2 separate regions of the Danio rerio genome follow, and region 1 is linked to region 2. The links are chromatin contacts, called in public Hi-C maps. All regions are on one chromosome and are shown on one strand. The core of a region is the stretch at or near the end of the contact, and the rest is flanking DNA. Distances in the headings are between cores, read along the strand shown. Region 1 holds the start of kcnf1b (potassium voltage-gated channel, subfamily F, member 1b). Region 2 overlaps rock2a (rho-associated, coiled-coil containing protein kinase 2a).

Region 1 (6,872 bases), core at 2,447-4,946, 150 kb after region 2:
TTTAGATCCTGTTAATTGGCATAGATGTTCTGAAGATAACATTGGTCCTTCATGTTCCCATGGTGATAGAGGCCCAAGAGATATGATTGGTGCAACAGAAAACTACAAAACCACCCAATGACAGGACAGCGCAGGTAGACTCAATTAACCGCTCAAGAAAGCAAGATTCAACCTGTGTACATACACAGACATCAATATCCAATACAAACATCACAAAGCCAAAAACTCCTTTACAAAACTAGTACACTGCAGAGAACAAAAAAAAAAAAGCCCTAAAGAAACCTTTAAATTATTTACACAAACCCACACCCACGGTCCTCTTGCTGTGAATCTAAACTATGTCAGCTATCTTATCATGCTTCTAGGTGCCAGGGTAGCCATCTTGTCGGAGCGTTTGGAGGGTGTATGTGAAAACCCCTGCCGCGCAGACATGTTCGAATGATTCTCTATATACCAACCAGACACACAATCCCTCTATAAACGCTCAGTATCGGATCTGATGACTGACACCAGCCCACATCATGCCGAGGGTCCTATTCTTAGCCTCCAGCGGCTCTTTGCTGAATTCTGGCATGTTTGGGTGGATTCTGTGACTCATTTGTTTTTATCTGTGTGCTGAAATGTTGAGTCAGGAGTTGATGATCAGGAAAAAGCATTAGGGATAAGGATGAGAGTGAAAAAAAAAAGTCAGCTGAAATGCACTTTAGAAAAGCCCTTCCGAAGCACTTGTTGTGCTTTTGAGTAAATCTGAAAGTACAGCCAAATGAATGACACTATGGCAAAGATGAAGATAATGCTTTCTACATGGGCAATGTGGTTGAATGTATTTCTGATTACCAGCGGATGTGTTAATCAGTGCAAGCACTCCAAACCATATTTAGCACTGACCACTTGTAATCAAATCAATGTGAGGAGGTTATTTGGAGAAGGAGAAAGAGAAAAACAGAATGGGAGAATCTTTGAAAAGGGATCATCAGTTATTTTAGTTTGGAAATGGAGTAGTTACAATTTTTAGTCAACAAGTGATCCAAACTTCGGCCCAGTAAATAAAAAAAGACTGACAATAACTCTGTCTCTTGTCTAAATGATAAGTCCTTATAATACTGAGAATGGAAGTAAAACATCACTATTATAAAACAGACAGTTGGCGTTTACATGAATGCCACAGCTTCCTAGCAACCAGTAAAAAATACATTTTGAAGTATTGTATGTCATTTTAGACTATATTAAATTCTGCTATGATTAAAAGGAGCGAGCATTTGCGAATGATATCAGGAGCTTACAGTGACACTGAAGGCTGCTGAAGATTCTGATTTCCCTTTACAGAATAAATGCATTTTAAAACATCTTAAAAGTTATTTTTGAAACATCATTAGGAGATATTATTGATTCTACCGACCAAATAAATCTAGTACAGCTGAGCACAAGAAACTTTATACAATTAAAAAAAAGAAAAATAACATTTGTGCAAGAAGGTTGCTTTCTTCAGATATTTATTTTGCTACATCTACATGAAGTTAAACAAAAAAACCTCCCAAATCATAATGTCAGCTCAGCCATTTCACATCCAAAACATGATCACACATCTGATAAAAAGGAGAAGTAGCTATTTCTTACCTCACATTTTGGTAAATCAGTCATAATTTTACACACAAATTCTAGATGGGCACTTTAGGTGGACGCTGCTCATACTGATTTTACACCTGTTGCTCGTGGTTTATGTTTGTTAGAGATGAATATGATGTTAAATATTACAGAAATTGTATCTAATATCTGCGCAATAAATATCTGCCAGGCATACGCAGTAAGTTTGACATGCACTTTATTTAATGAAGACAAAATAACACTTTTAAAGATGAACTGATTTTTTGATGTCCAGTATGAACAACACAAGCAGCTTGACGGTCACATTAGAGCACAATAGTTTATAGCGCGCAAGCACCATAACAACACACGCTCTGGTGAAACTTAAGGTGCTTTTTGACTTTCTTTGACTTTTCTTCTAAGTCAGGCTTTTCTTCTTCAGTGGCTCTCTCTCAGTTCTGTGCGCTCCCGACAGAAGCGGGATAAAAGTATCGCTACGCGACGCGCGCATGGCACCTTCCCACGCTCTCCCGGGCGCGTCAGACCTGCGCGAGGCGCTTCTGACAGTGAGCTCGAGCGCGCGCAACTCCATGAGCTCGAGCTCGTGCTTGGCGGCGGTTTCGAGCACCTTCTGCTTGTTGTAATAAATGACGAAGTTATTGATGATGGGGTGGATGGGCAGAGCTATGGCGATCACCCCGCACAGAAAGCTAATGGCCGCGTTGCACCGTCCCAGGGTGGTTTTTGGGTAGATGTCCCCATATCCTACAGTGGTCATGGTGATGATGGCCCACCAGAACGACTGTGGGATGCTTCTGAATAAGGTCTCTGGGTGGCTCTGCTCCATGGTGTACCCGAGCGCAGAGAAGACGAAAATGCCCACCCCCATGTACATAAGGAGCAGCCCCAGCTCCTTGAAGCTCCGCTTGAGCGCGTACGTGAGAGTTTGAAGTCCAGAAGAATGGCGCGCCAGCTTGAAGATCCGCGCAATGCGCATGATGCGGAGTGCCTGCACCGCCTGCTGCACGTTGACTAGCTCCATCATGGCCGTGCCAAGGCACGTGAGAACCAGTACCACGTAAAATGGCAGAACAGCCAAGAAGTCTATCATGTTCATGAAGGAGAGCGCAAAGCGCAACTTGTTAGGGGAGGATGCGAGGCGCAGCACGTACTCCACCGTGAACCAACCGATGCACGCCGTCTCGATAGCGTCCAAGCTCGGGTGCTCAACGCGGTTCCCTTCAGAATCCTCCACCTGGAGGTCCGGTAAAGTCCCGAGACACATGACCACAGATGAGATTAAGATGAACAGGAAGGACACGACGGCGATTACGCGTGCGGGGAGTGAAGACTCTGGTTTCTCCATGAGCTTCCAGACGAACTTCTGCCACCTCTCCGTGCGGCTCACAGCAGGGTCACATTCCAGATCATCCAGAATCAGCTTCACCTTGTCCGCAATCTCAGCCAGTTCTTCCTCTTTCTCGGTTAAGTTACTCTTGCAACATTCATCCAAGTAGCTCAAGTCAATCTTCCAAAACTCCATCTCCTTGATGAAACAAATAGGACAAATCCCGCGCTTCATGTGGACCTCCCCAAAGTAGTAGACTTCTACGATGCATTTAAATGAATCGGGGTCCCTGTCGAAGTAAAATTCTCGTTTCCCGGGATCATAATCATCACAGAGTGAGGAAATGACATCAAAACTACGAGTTGGGCAGTTGACGAGTTCGGCGAGCCTGCTGTCCGGATAGCGATTAAGAATGTCCCCGCACAGCACCAGCCGCACACCGCCGATGTTCACGGCGATTTCCTTCTCATCACTGCTCGAAGAGCTGTTACAGTGTGCGAACCGGGTCCTCGGCAGCGTCCACATCCTCGCACTTCTAGCTTCAAAACATTTAAAAAGCGCTAAAAACTGAATTGTAGGCAAAAGCGCATGGAGACGCGGGGACCTCTTATGTCAAAAGAGGACGCAGATTGGTTTTCTATGCACTAAAGTAAGGCTAAAATAGTAAAACGAAAGCATTTTGTCCTGTAAACAGGAAAACGGTTTGAAAAGAAAAAGACTCAGGAGAGCCACATCTTCATTCGAGCAGACAACATTCTGTGCGCTTTTGCGCAGTGAAAGCGCGCAGTTAGCATGGCAGTAACAGGTCTCCCCTCCTCTCTGCGCGTACCCCTCTCTCTCACTCGCTCTCTCTCTGTTCTGAAACCCCCAACCCTTTATTAAAGTATCTAGCCTGGTGTTCCTGTCAGAAATTTTGGCGCAAATATTAACGATTGAGAAAAGACTCGGATTACCAGGAATTTCTAGATTGTATATTTGGAGGTAATTTCGAGATGTTTAGGGGTAATTTGTTTATTGTTTTCTGAGGCGTCATGTGATTTGATTTTCGATGGCGTCACATAAAAAATATAAGATCTGACGCGCTTGTTTTTTTTTTTTTTTTTTTTTTTTTTTTTTACTTTTGTGATAAACCAACTGTAAACCTTTGACAATGGTGGTGAGAAAAAAATAATACTCATTGGCAAAAAAACATATTCTGCCGTAAATATATAGTGTCATTATGTATATGCATTGTTTTCTCTTTCCATTTACAGGCAATTGGTGTAACATGAGAATATAACAAAAACCCTAATTGAACAGTCAACATAATTCAGAGCGGGGTTGTAAAAAGCTTTAGTTGTTCACTCACTTACCTGTTACTTGCACAGTTCATGATGAGAACAAGAACCTGGAAGCTTCCATCACGTCAAAGCTGATTTATACATCACAGGTCTGTTTCACAGAAAGAGCGCATGTGCTTAATAAAACCACTGGATAGAGGTTTTCTGAATAAGCATTAGTCACTCCACATTTACTTCTCCCCAGTTTGCCGAAGAGTGGCAATTACCCGCATGCGAGAGCAACTGCGCCACCCTTAGAAATATCACTAGAATTACAACATAGCCAACTTGAACGAGACCGTGTGGTTTGATATATTTTAAAAATAATAACAATAATAATAATAATAGTCTATGTTATGGGATTAGGAATTCTATATATTAAAATCAGCTAAAGATTAAGCTAAATTAAAATGTATAAATAATAAAAGCTAAACAATAACACTGCAACAAGAAAAGATAAACAGTTTTTACAAGCTGAAATTTTTTTTATATATTTTTGCTATTCTATTGTATTAAATAGACTTGGCATTTATTAAAAATACTCTTAAAATTAAAATAAAAAAATATTACAAAAATATATTTGCATAAAAAACATGTTTTATCCCCAAAAAATTGTTTACAGTTTTAATTACCATGTGACAACTCAGTCACACATGGTCTCCCCAAATTATTGGCAAAAACAGATTCCGACTTGTTATGCTTTAACCAAGTCAGAGCGTATATACAAGGTTACTTATCTTCAGTGACTTCTGCAGTCAACCTGGCAGAGTGAAATCAATGCAACCTTCATCCTCATGATTCGATGTGAGAACTATAAAATAAAAAGCACATCAGAACAAGAAAAAAAAATACTGGTTCCTGTTTAGAAAATCAGATGATTTAATTTTTCAAAGTCAAATCAGTCACCATGGAAACAAACCTTCAAATGGGCTGGTATGTGCAAAATACACCACATTCAGAACCACTGCTGCAAAAACCCAGACAAACCTGCAGGAAATCATTCAGCCTGCTAACAGTGAGATGCGCAAACATAGTTAAAAAACATATTGGTTTTGATTGTAATTTCATGAGACATAAACCCAGCTGAACTTGCATGATTACTTAAAAGGGGAAAATGTAACCGATTGAACTTGGTTGTGCTAAAATTTAGAGACTAAAGAGAAATAAATAAAATAAACAACAAAGTCAAACGGTAATCGGCCAGCCAAACTAGACTCTCCATTTAATCTGGGCATGAAAGAAGCTTTCAACTTTTACACAGTTTTGGCAATGCAATCAGACCAACTGGCACATGCCTATAATACACACACACACGCGCGCACAGACACACACACGCACACGCACACACACATTCACACTAGTAGCTGTGCAGTTAATCCTCTGGAGTTTACAGGAAGTGTTGAAGTGCATCAGTCTGTGGTGTTCATCCACCGTACTGTAATTTAAAAGCTCTAAAAGCAGGAGAGAGTTGCAGACTTCACTTCATCCTCTCTCAGCTGCTCGTTTCCATCTCATGTTATTTCACCAGGCCGATCTTCTTGGCCTCTGTTTCATAGATGAGAAGTCTCCACATTTTGACTATAAACACTTCTGCTTCCTCATCCAGCACCTGTAGGAAACACAGCCCGATTAACCAAACAATAAAACTTGACAGTATCAAAACACTTAGAAAACAGGATGTTAGTATTAGGGCTGCACTATATTGGAGAAACCTGACATTGCGATATTCTGTTTTTCTTGTTTTTATTGCAATATACTTTGAAAGAATTTTTGGTCACAATTTATTTTAAGATTTAGTGCCCCCTTTTAGCAAACCATTTTGATTTTTGCTTTAAGAAACTCCTAATTTGCTCCTTATTAATAGTTATTAAGGTAGTTTAGGGTGACGCGTTGACGCAGAGACGCAGTGGGTAGCACGTTCGCCTCACAGCAAGAAGGTCGCTGGGTCGCTGGTTCGATCCTCGGCTCAGTTGGCGTTTCTGTGTGGAGTTTGCATGTTCTCCTTGTGTTCGCGTGGGTTTCCTCCAGGTACTCTGGTTTACCCCACAGTCCAAAGACATGCGGTACAGGTGAATTGGGTAGGCTAAATTGTCCGTAGTGTTTGAGTGTGTGTGTATGTCTAGATGTTTCCCAGACATGGGTTGCGGCTGGAAGGGCATCCGCTGCGTAAAAACTTGCTGGATAAGTTGGCGGTTCATTCCGCTGTGGCGACTAAGGGACTAAGCCGACAAGAAAATGAATGAAAGTAGTTTAGGCATTGGGCGGGATTAGGGATGTACAATATGATCATACAGAACATGTGCTTTAAACGCCACTAATAAGCAGCCAAAATCTCAACAACATGCATGCTAATAAGCAACTAGTTAATAGTGAGATTTGATCCCTAAAGTGTTACCGAATGTATTCATTTTGATTGACTGGGATAATTTTGTAGGGGAGTGAATCATGCATGACATGTAATAAGCAAACTACAAGCATAGATAAAAGCAACAAACAAAGATAAAAGTAGAACAAACAGTACATGCTTTACGAGTTTCTTTGTGATTCAAATGTTTTATTTTCTTCAATAATTTAACAGTTCAGGCAACGCAGTGGCGCAGTAGGTAGTGCTGTCGCCTCAC
Region 2 (7,393 bases), core at 4,058-6,557:
AACAATCTTTGAAGCTATATCATGCATATTAATGAAGTTGCACCACATTCACAATGAAGCGATTGGTTCGAACCAAGTCTTTCTCATGAATTATTGCTGAATACTCAAAGACAGACAGCCAGTCTACATGCTGGAATTTATATAAGGATCTCATGGCCCAGCTTCAAATCGGAAGATCAAATTTGCTCAAAATAATGCAATAACAACCAATTTTCACTTTTTGTGGAATATATGTTTCCTAATAATGTTTTTAGCAATGTGAGACACATATGACTGTCAACATTTCAATAAACGTGTTTTAGTGTTTCGTGACCCTTTCAGCAAAAAGCCATGAGTTATTCTTGTATGTCCAATACGTCATCTGCTAAAAATCGTTTGATCAAATCTAGTCTGTTTGAGATTTCAGGTTGTATTTCATACAATTTATTACTCTCTAATGCATCCCACTCCAGATTATATTAAACTTTACCCTTTTCTGAACTCACATTAAAAATAAATGCCGGTTATGACTGAACATGGAGGAATCTTAAACCCAGAATGGACTCATTGTGCTCCAAACATTGTGCCCAGCAATCTAATAAGGTGAGGTTAATGTTAAAATTAAACAAATGAATAAATGACTAAATTACATAGTTGCTAGACAGTTGGATCTTTTTAATTTTGTCTTATCAAAATGCTCATGTTTATATTGGCCTATTGGTGTGTGTGCTTCATTTTAGTGGGTCATGGGCTGAAAAGACGTACAAACCTGTTTCTGCAGGTGGATGTTCTTCTCGTTGGAGATGTGCGAGTTCTGGTTCTTCTTCTTCATTTCATCCAGCTGATCCCTCAGACTATTGACTTCATTCTCCAGGCAGCGTTTGCGGTCGGCCTCGCTCTCGGCCCTGCGGTGACTCTCCACACTCTTGTGCTGCAGCAGAGCCTTCTCTCTCTCCAGCTGTCTCAGGGTCGACTCCAGACCTTTCCTGCTATTCATCTACAACACGCAAGAGCAAGCTTAAAGTATTCCCACATGCAACTTCACAGAGGTCTCAGAGATGAAACACGCACTCACCTCTTCATCGAGCTCTTTGGTGATCTTTTCCAGGCGGTTACTGTTGCTTCTGTATTTCTGCTCCAACTCATCTTTGGCCTGCATTTCATTGTTGAGCTGCTCTTCTAGACAGTGAAGCTTCTTCTGGAGCTGAGTGAAAAATGAGGCAATCTTTACTGAATTTGCAAACCATAAATTACTTAAGCTGAATTTTAGGCAGAGAGAGGGGGAACACTTACGGCTAAATTGTCCTGTGGATTAAAAAAAAATAGAGAGAAAAAGAAAATAGTTACAAGCAAAGTCTCTACAGCATAAGGTCAATCCAAAGACTAAATTAGGGGGTGTTCACACTTGTAGTTCTGTTGTTCTGGTTTCTTTGGTCAGGGGAAATGAAAAATGAAAAGAAACTGATGTTTCAGTGTACCTCTCTGTTAGATACTGGGTGGTCATTTTTCATTGCTGAACTGTTCACAGCATTCAACAACCTGCACACAAACATATCAGATAATCTGTAATTGCAGATACCAATTGGTTTGGCTTCAGCTCATTAAATGCAGAGTCATTATAGTACCAAAAAAATGGTTTACTGCACAAAAGCAAGTTAAGACATCTCTTACTGGTTCTCTTTGAAGTAGGTGAATCCCACAAAGGGCAGCTGATTCCCAACAAAGGCTTTAGGTGTGGGAAAGGTCTCCACTTCTCCTTTATCCTCCTCAATTTCATCAAAATTACTGGTGTCTATGTCACTGCTCAGCTCTGGAACCACAGGAGCTGCAGCTGAAGACAGAACAGGGGAAAAGCTTAAAAGTTAACTGAATTGCGCATTTATATGTGCTGAGATAAAGGGTAGAGATGTAGCTAACATTGACCAGACTGTTAAAGTCTTGCTTTACTTTCAGTGAACAAAAGTGTAATTAACAAATATTATATGAATTTAAAATCTTATTCATTTGGCTTTCTATTTCCAATTTCAGTTAAGTTAGGTTTGTTTTCATAGATTAACACATTGAAATACAACTGAAATAGTTTAAATATGTATTTATTTTGCCATATGTCAGTTTCATATAGGGATCACTTAAAGAACTGTTTTGCTGTTCAATGAATTTTATCAAAACGTATTAATAAAGGGTGAATGATATTTGGGTGAACTATCCCTTTAAAATATTATAACTTTAAATGTAAGTAACTCTAAAGTTAAATCTTATTCTTAACAATGACTACGTCTACATGTAGTAATCAGTAAGTGAATTATTTGCCTTAATCTGAATAAGACAATAATATGCTTAAGGTCTTCACATGAGTTGCTTTTTCAATGTTCCTTTCATGACACTGTTTTGCATGTTATAGCACATAATTCGATTAACGTCATTGCATCACTACGCTATCCACATTTCCTCCGAAGTTTCATGTTATTTCGAGTGTTTCATTTTTAATTTGTCGACTTTAACTGCAGTTTGGCATTTTCAATTTCATTCAGTAACATTTCATGCATGTCTACCATGACAAACAAGATATTAGATGTGAATATGAACTGCTGGAAGAGTGTTGTCTTAATGGAAATTGATGCCTGCCCGAAAAGTAGCTAAATGTTGCCAGATGACATCTTGCGCTAATTTGCATATCAGTGATCAGTCATCAAGTAGTATCTGACAAGCGTAAGCCAATCATGTCTCCACAGTCTGTGGTGCCGTTTATTATATTATAACAATACATCCAGATGCACAATAAATAGATTCTTATTAACATATTACTTTGCGTAAACTACGTTTATGTAGTATACAAAATAATTCATGTTTTCTCAAACTGACTGGCCATCTCGGTAAAAACATTATTTGAAATATGTCCATTAAGATTTGTATGAATAATATAGTTGACTATTTGTAAAAAATGTGTAACACTTTTTGATAAGAATTTTTTTTTTTAAATATAACACAGATAACGAACAGTTACATTCTTTTAAAAATAATCGAAGCTTGTGTACTTATTTTAACTTGTGAAATAATCACATTTGTGCAACTGACAACAATTATAGCACTATTGGAATTTATTGCTACCCAAATTACTAACAGTTATACATGGTAACAAATATCGGTAAATTAACAGTTATGAAAAACAATCTGAGCTAGCGATTTACTCTACTGAGTGAAGCCTGCAGCCACTGCTCTTTTGAGTCACTTTTTAGAAATTGGTAAAAGTAGCCAAATGAATGTTAAAAATTGCTAAAAATTTTTTGCTAGGTGCTTTTTGAAAAAAAAAGTTGCTAGGGTAATATGAAAAGTTGCTAAATCTGGTAACTAAATTGCTAAGTTTGCAACACTGTGTGCGTGTCTGTGGTCCTTCTTTGACTCGGTAGGTGCAGAGAACCGAGTCAAACAGCCGTGTGTGTATGGAATACCCTTTTGCAAAATAGGGTGAAAATCCTACACGACGGTAATAGTTTGAATAAGGTGTTTACATGTCTGTACTGCACTTCAATAATGTGACTAAAATCAGCATACTCCACGTCTTAATCCAATTTCTGTTATTTTGATTATGACCTTAATCGGATTAAATTAATCAAAAATCGCTGTTAACATGGTAGACAATCAGAATATTGTCCTAATCTCATTCAAATCAGACATTTTTCCACCTTTTTATGCCTTGTGTACCCAAGTGTGGTAAATTATGTTACGTAATATAACCTAATTGAATTCAAATCTTATTTTCTTTTTATTTTCTCAACATCTTTAGTGATGGAGGGATCAGGAGATTTACTCACTCTCTCTAATAGTGCTGAAGGTCCACTGGTCATTTCTAAAGAAAGGATGTCTTTTAATTTCTTCTACACCACTTCGACCCAGGCGAACCTCCCTACCAAACACAGGAATCAGCAGTCACATCGGCAAACACATGAGCACTGGCAGCTAATCATCCTTATGAAAATAGTACACACAAAGTCTCACCTGTCAGTAAGGAAGGCACAGATAATGTTTTTGCCTTCTTGAGAGATCTCAACATCATCAGGGAAGTTGAGAGAGTTCTTATGGTCCATAATCTTGCTGTATGTCCCCACAAGAGAATCAGCGTAGAACGGTGTATCACCTGCAAACATTCACCTTATTTAAGTCAATACCACAGCATACTGTAGAAAAACAGTAATACACACAAACATATTCAAAACTTTTCACTCACCAACCAGCATCTCGTAGATAAACACTCCCACTGACCACCAGTCACACTCGCGACCATAGTATCCGTCTCCTCCCTGAGACTTCAAAACCTCCGGCGAAATGTAGTCTGGGGTTCCTACAGCGGTGTCACAATGAACCATCCCTGTCTGTAATCAATCAGCCAATAAAAAAAAAAAAGTCAAAACATGAGCTTTACTGTCTATCTATACTAGTGTAATATACACAATGTACTAGAGCTGCCAGGTCTTAAAACTCTTGACAAATACCATCACCGCAGAGGATACAGATCTGAAAGATCAGATAGCAGCAGTCATGTACAATTATAAAACAGCTTCAGTCTTTTCAACCACACAGTATTGTATTTTTAATGTTCCAAACATTGAGCAAATTAATGAATTCACCAATAGATCATTTGTAAAAGAACAAATGCATTTTTATTCAGTAGTGAAACAAATGAGTGTTGATGAATCATTCAATCAAACTGATTTTTAAAGTACTTGTTTAAATGAATAAAAGTAATGGTTCATTTGGTTCTTTATTGCAATATAAACACACAACAAAAGGTAGAAAAATAGATCAATTAAAAAATTTTGTGATAAATTCTAAAATCTTTTCAGGGAAAATTTTACTGAACAGTTCCCTGAGTGAGTGTACTTTATAAACAAGTTTTCTACTAGTTGTAATATTATGAGTTGAATAAAGATGTTTAATGTTGCAAGTTTTTTTTTTTTTCCAAAATCACACTCCTCTAACCAGATTACTAGTCATATTACATTTGCTTAAATGCAAAGGTGAATGAATTTTTCTTTAATTTCTTAAAACTCACATTTATGTTATTCAAAGGCATCAGCCGTTTCAATCTATTATTTCTGCAAAGAATCAAGCCATTTTTAACCCTCAAAAACGTAGCATTCAATTTGTATACAGCACCAAAATCTTATCAATGTGTAGTTCTATTTCTTAACTCTAGATAGCAGCATAAAATCACAAGTAGTGTGTCCAGCCTCGTTTCAGTGGCTGGATTGTGACTCTCAAGGGCAGACAGAATTTAACTAGGACTTGAGTGGAAAAACTAGCAATGAAAGTTGACAAAAATGCCCCAGATATGTAAAAAGTAGAGCAAAAAAAAGAGCAAGCTCCTGTAATGATTTACATGTGCTGGTATCTGTTACATAACGTGAAGCATTTCATAACAGTCTATTTTAGGACTATCTAGTTGAGTTAAGCATACAAACTATCACATATTACCATCTCTGGTGATTGCTGCTCAGTGAATAGCTCATTTGAACATTCAAAACACGTAAATGTAAACAATCATTGCAAGTGTTTATTTATTATATTCTTGACAATTATGCTACTTATGTCTTTGATATGGTGGTAGTTAAGCACAGTGGCTCAACTAGAAAGTAAGGGGAGCGGTTCTCAGTTAACAGTCATACAAATTACTTAAAAATATTTAAATAAATAACAGACTATTAACATTATAAGATAATCTATATCCCAGTTAAAGGGCTAAAATCTAAAGTCATATTAAAGAAATAATAAGAAAATAACTATACATTCATTTATATCATACAGATTTTACAGAAATTCCATTTTATTTATGCTATGGAAACAGTTGGAAACAATTGTGTATTTTTGGTTGATTCTCTCAACTACAGACGACATTTAAAAAAATGTTATTTAGAGCATTTAATATTAAAAAGTTTTAGACATGTATTTAGACAAGACAATATTAATGTTCAAAAGAGTAAGGAAATCAAAATTTGGTGGAATAACCCTGACTTTCAATCAAAACAAATCCATACAATTGCCACAGCCATAACACGCTGCAGCCCAAGACCGGTTAGTCACTGAAGCTAAGCAGGGCTGAGCCCGGTCAGTACATGGATTGGAGACCACATGGGAAAAGTAGGCTGCTGTTGGAAGTGGTGATAATGAGGCCAGCAGGGGGCACTCAACCTGCGGTCTGTGTGAGTCATAATGCCCCGGTAAAGTGAAGGGGACACTATACTGTCAGTGATTGCAGTCTTTCTGATGAGATGTGGTCATTAAAAATCCCATGTCACTTCTCATATAGAATAGAGGTGTAACCGCGGTGTCCTGGCCAAATTCCCTCAATCAACCCTTACCAATCATGGCCTCCCAATTATCCCCATCCACTGAATTGGTTCTATCACGTTCTGTCCACTCAACCAATAGCTGGTGTGTGGCAAGTACACTGGCGCCGTGTCCTGTAGCTGCCGTTGCATCATCTAAGTGGATGCTGTAAACTGGTGTCTAAATTAACTTTTCATTTATTAAAAGCCGAAATATTGCCAGACAGACAAAGCAACTTACGGTTTTTGAAGAGAGCGTCCTCAGTGATAAAAGACGCGCGCACACACAGGTTAGCCTACACTCTTGTCGGCCTATTCATTATTGATTTTTTTAACATTAAACGCATAATAATCAAGTGCAAAAAAGAACAGCAGGGGTCCGTTCTTCGTACGTGGATTACTCAGTTAGCTGGATTTGGATATTGACGATTTGACATGATCCAGGATTGTTTCGTTCTTCAAAGCTGATCCGAGAGTTGTTGTCATGGCAACAGTTCTGCTAGGTCAAACCTGATCGGGAGCAGGTTCAATTCATATAAACAGGATTAGATCGGCTCAGTTCAAGCAAAGATAATACAGAAAGTATGTTCCCAATTCTGATATTTTCTTACAGTAGTAGTTATATACACTTGGGAAAATGGTACATATTTTTAAACTATGTATTTATATAAAGTTAAAGTCATTAATAAAATAAATAAAGTTATACATATTAATAAAACGTATGCAATCTGCACCCTCGAAATGAAAGTACAAAGACTGCCATCTGGTGGTGCAAAGAGAAAACTTATTGATATGAACTTTTTAGATCGCTTTAGTACAAATTGTGTATAATAGAAATGCACAATATGTGACTTTTTTTAAAGCAATAATACATTTATGCAGTCATAAACATGTTTTGATAGTTATGCCAGTGATTTGATGCTTCACAAAAGTTGCAGACACCTTTACCAATATGAAAATGCTTTTGTAAACAACCAGTTATTCTTTACACCGATTAAAAAACGGATACTATTATAAAGAAAATCTTTTCTAAATGTGGAACTAAATACATTGATTTGCATTGAAATGCATGATGAATACTCTTGTCTTGA

What was found. A called contact is a pair of places that touch in the nucleus more often than the background predicts.
Region 1: a Hi-C map of an unstated tissue shows a contact between it and region 2, with 4 times the contacts expected there. The contact joins the promoter of kcnf1b here to the enhancer-like site in region 2. A contact is called at or near these places in 3 of 18 Hi-C or Micro-C datasets (caudal fin, hematopoietic stem cells and an unstated tissue).

The regions. Positions count from the first base shown.
Region 1 is chr13:36,431,269-36,438,140 of GRCz12tu, forward strand. kcnf1b (potassium voltage-gated channel, subfamily F, member 1b) reads right to left here and starts at 3,697. Exons shown (of 1, transcript XM_005156957.5): 1 at 1,806-3,697. The coding sequence starts at 3,457. The coding sequence ends at 2,003. It overlaps LOC103912024 (a long non-coding RNA gene), which reads right to left and starts at 4,391. Exons shown (of 10, transcript XR_012388816.1): 1 at 4,285-4,391. rbm25a (RNA binding motif protein 25a) reads right to left here. Exons shown (of 18, transcript XM_005156958.6): 18 at 5,440-5,860. The coding sequence ends at 5,768.
Region 2 is chr13:36,279,529-36,286,921 of GRCz12tu, forward strand. It overlaps rock2a (rho-associated, coiled-coil containing protein kinase 2a), which reads right to left. Exons shown (of 31, transcript NM_174863.3): 6 at 4,205-4,349; 7 at 3,976-4,114; 8 at 3,792-3,883; 9 at 1,651-1,810; 10 at 1,458-1,518; 11 at 1,273-1,284; 12 at 1,055-1,183; 13 at 749-976. Among named protein-coding and RNA genes, the nearest start is that of slc66a3, 37 kb to the left of the region's middle. Within about 2 kb of position 5,308, at least 13 of the 62 cell types and tissues checked have an H3K27ac peak or open chromatin away from gene starts, as enhancers often do.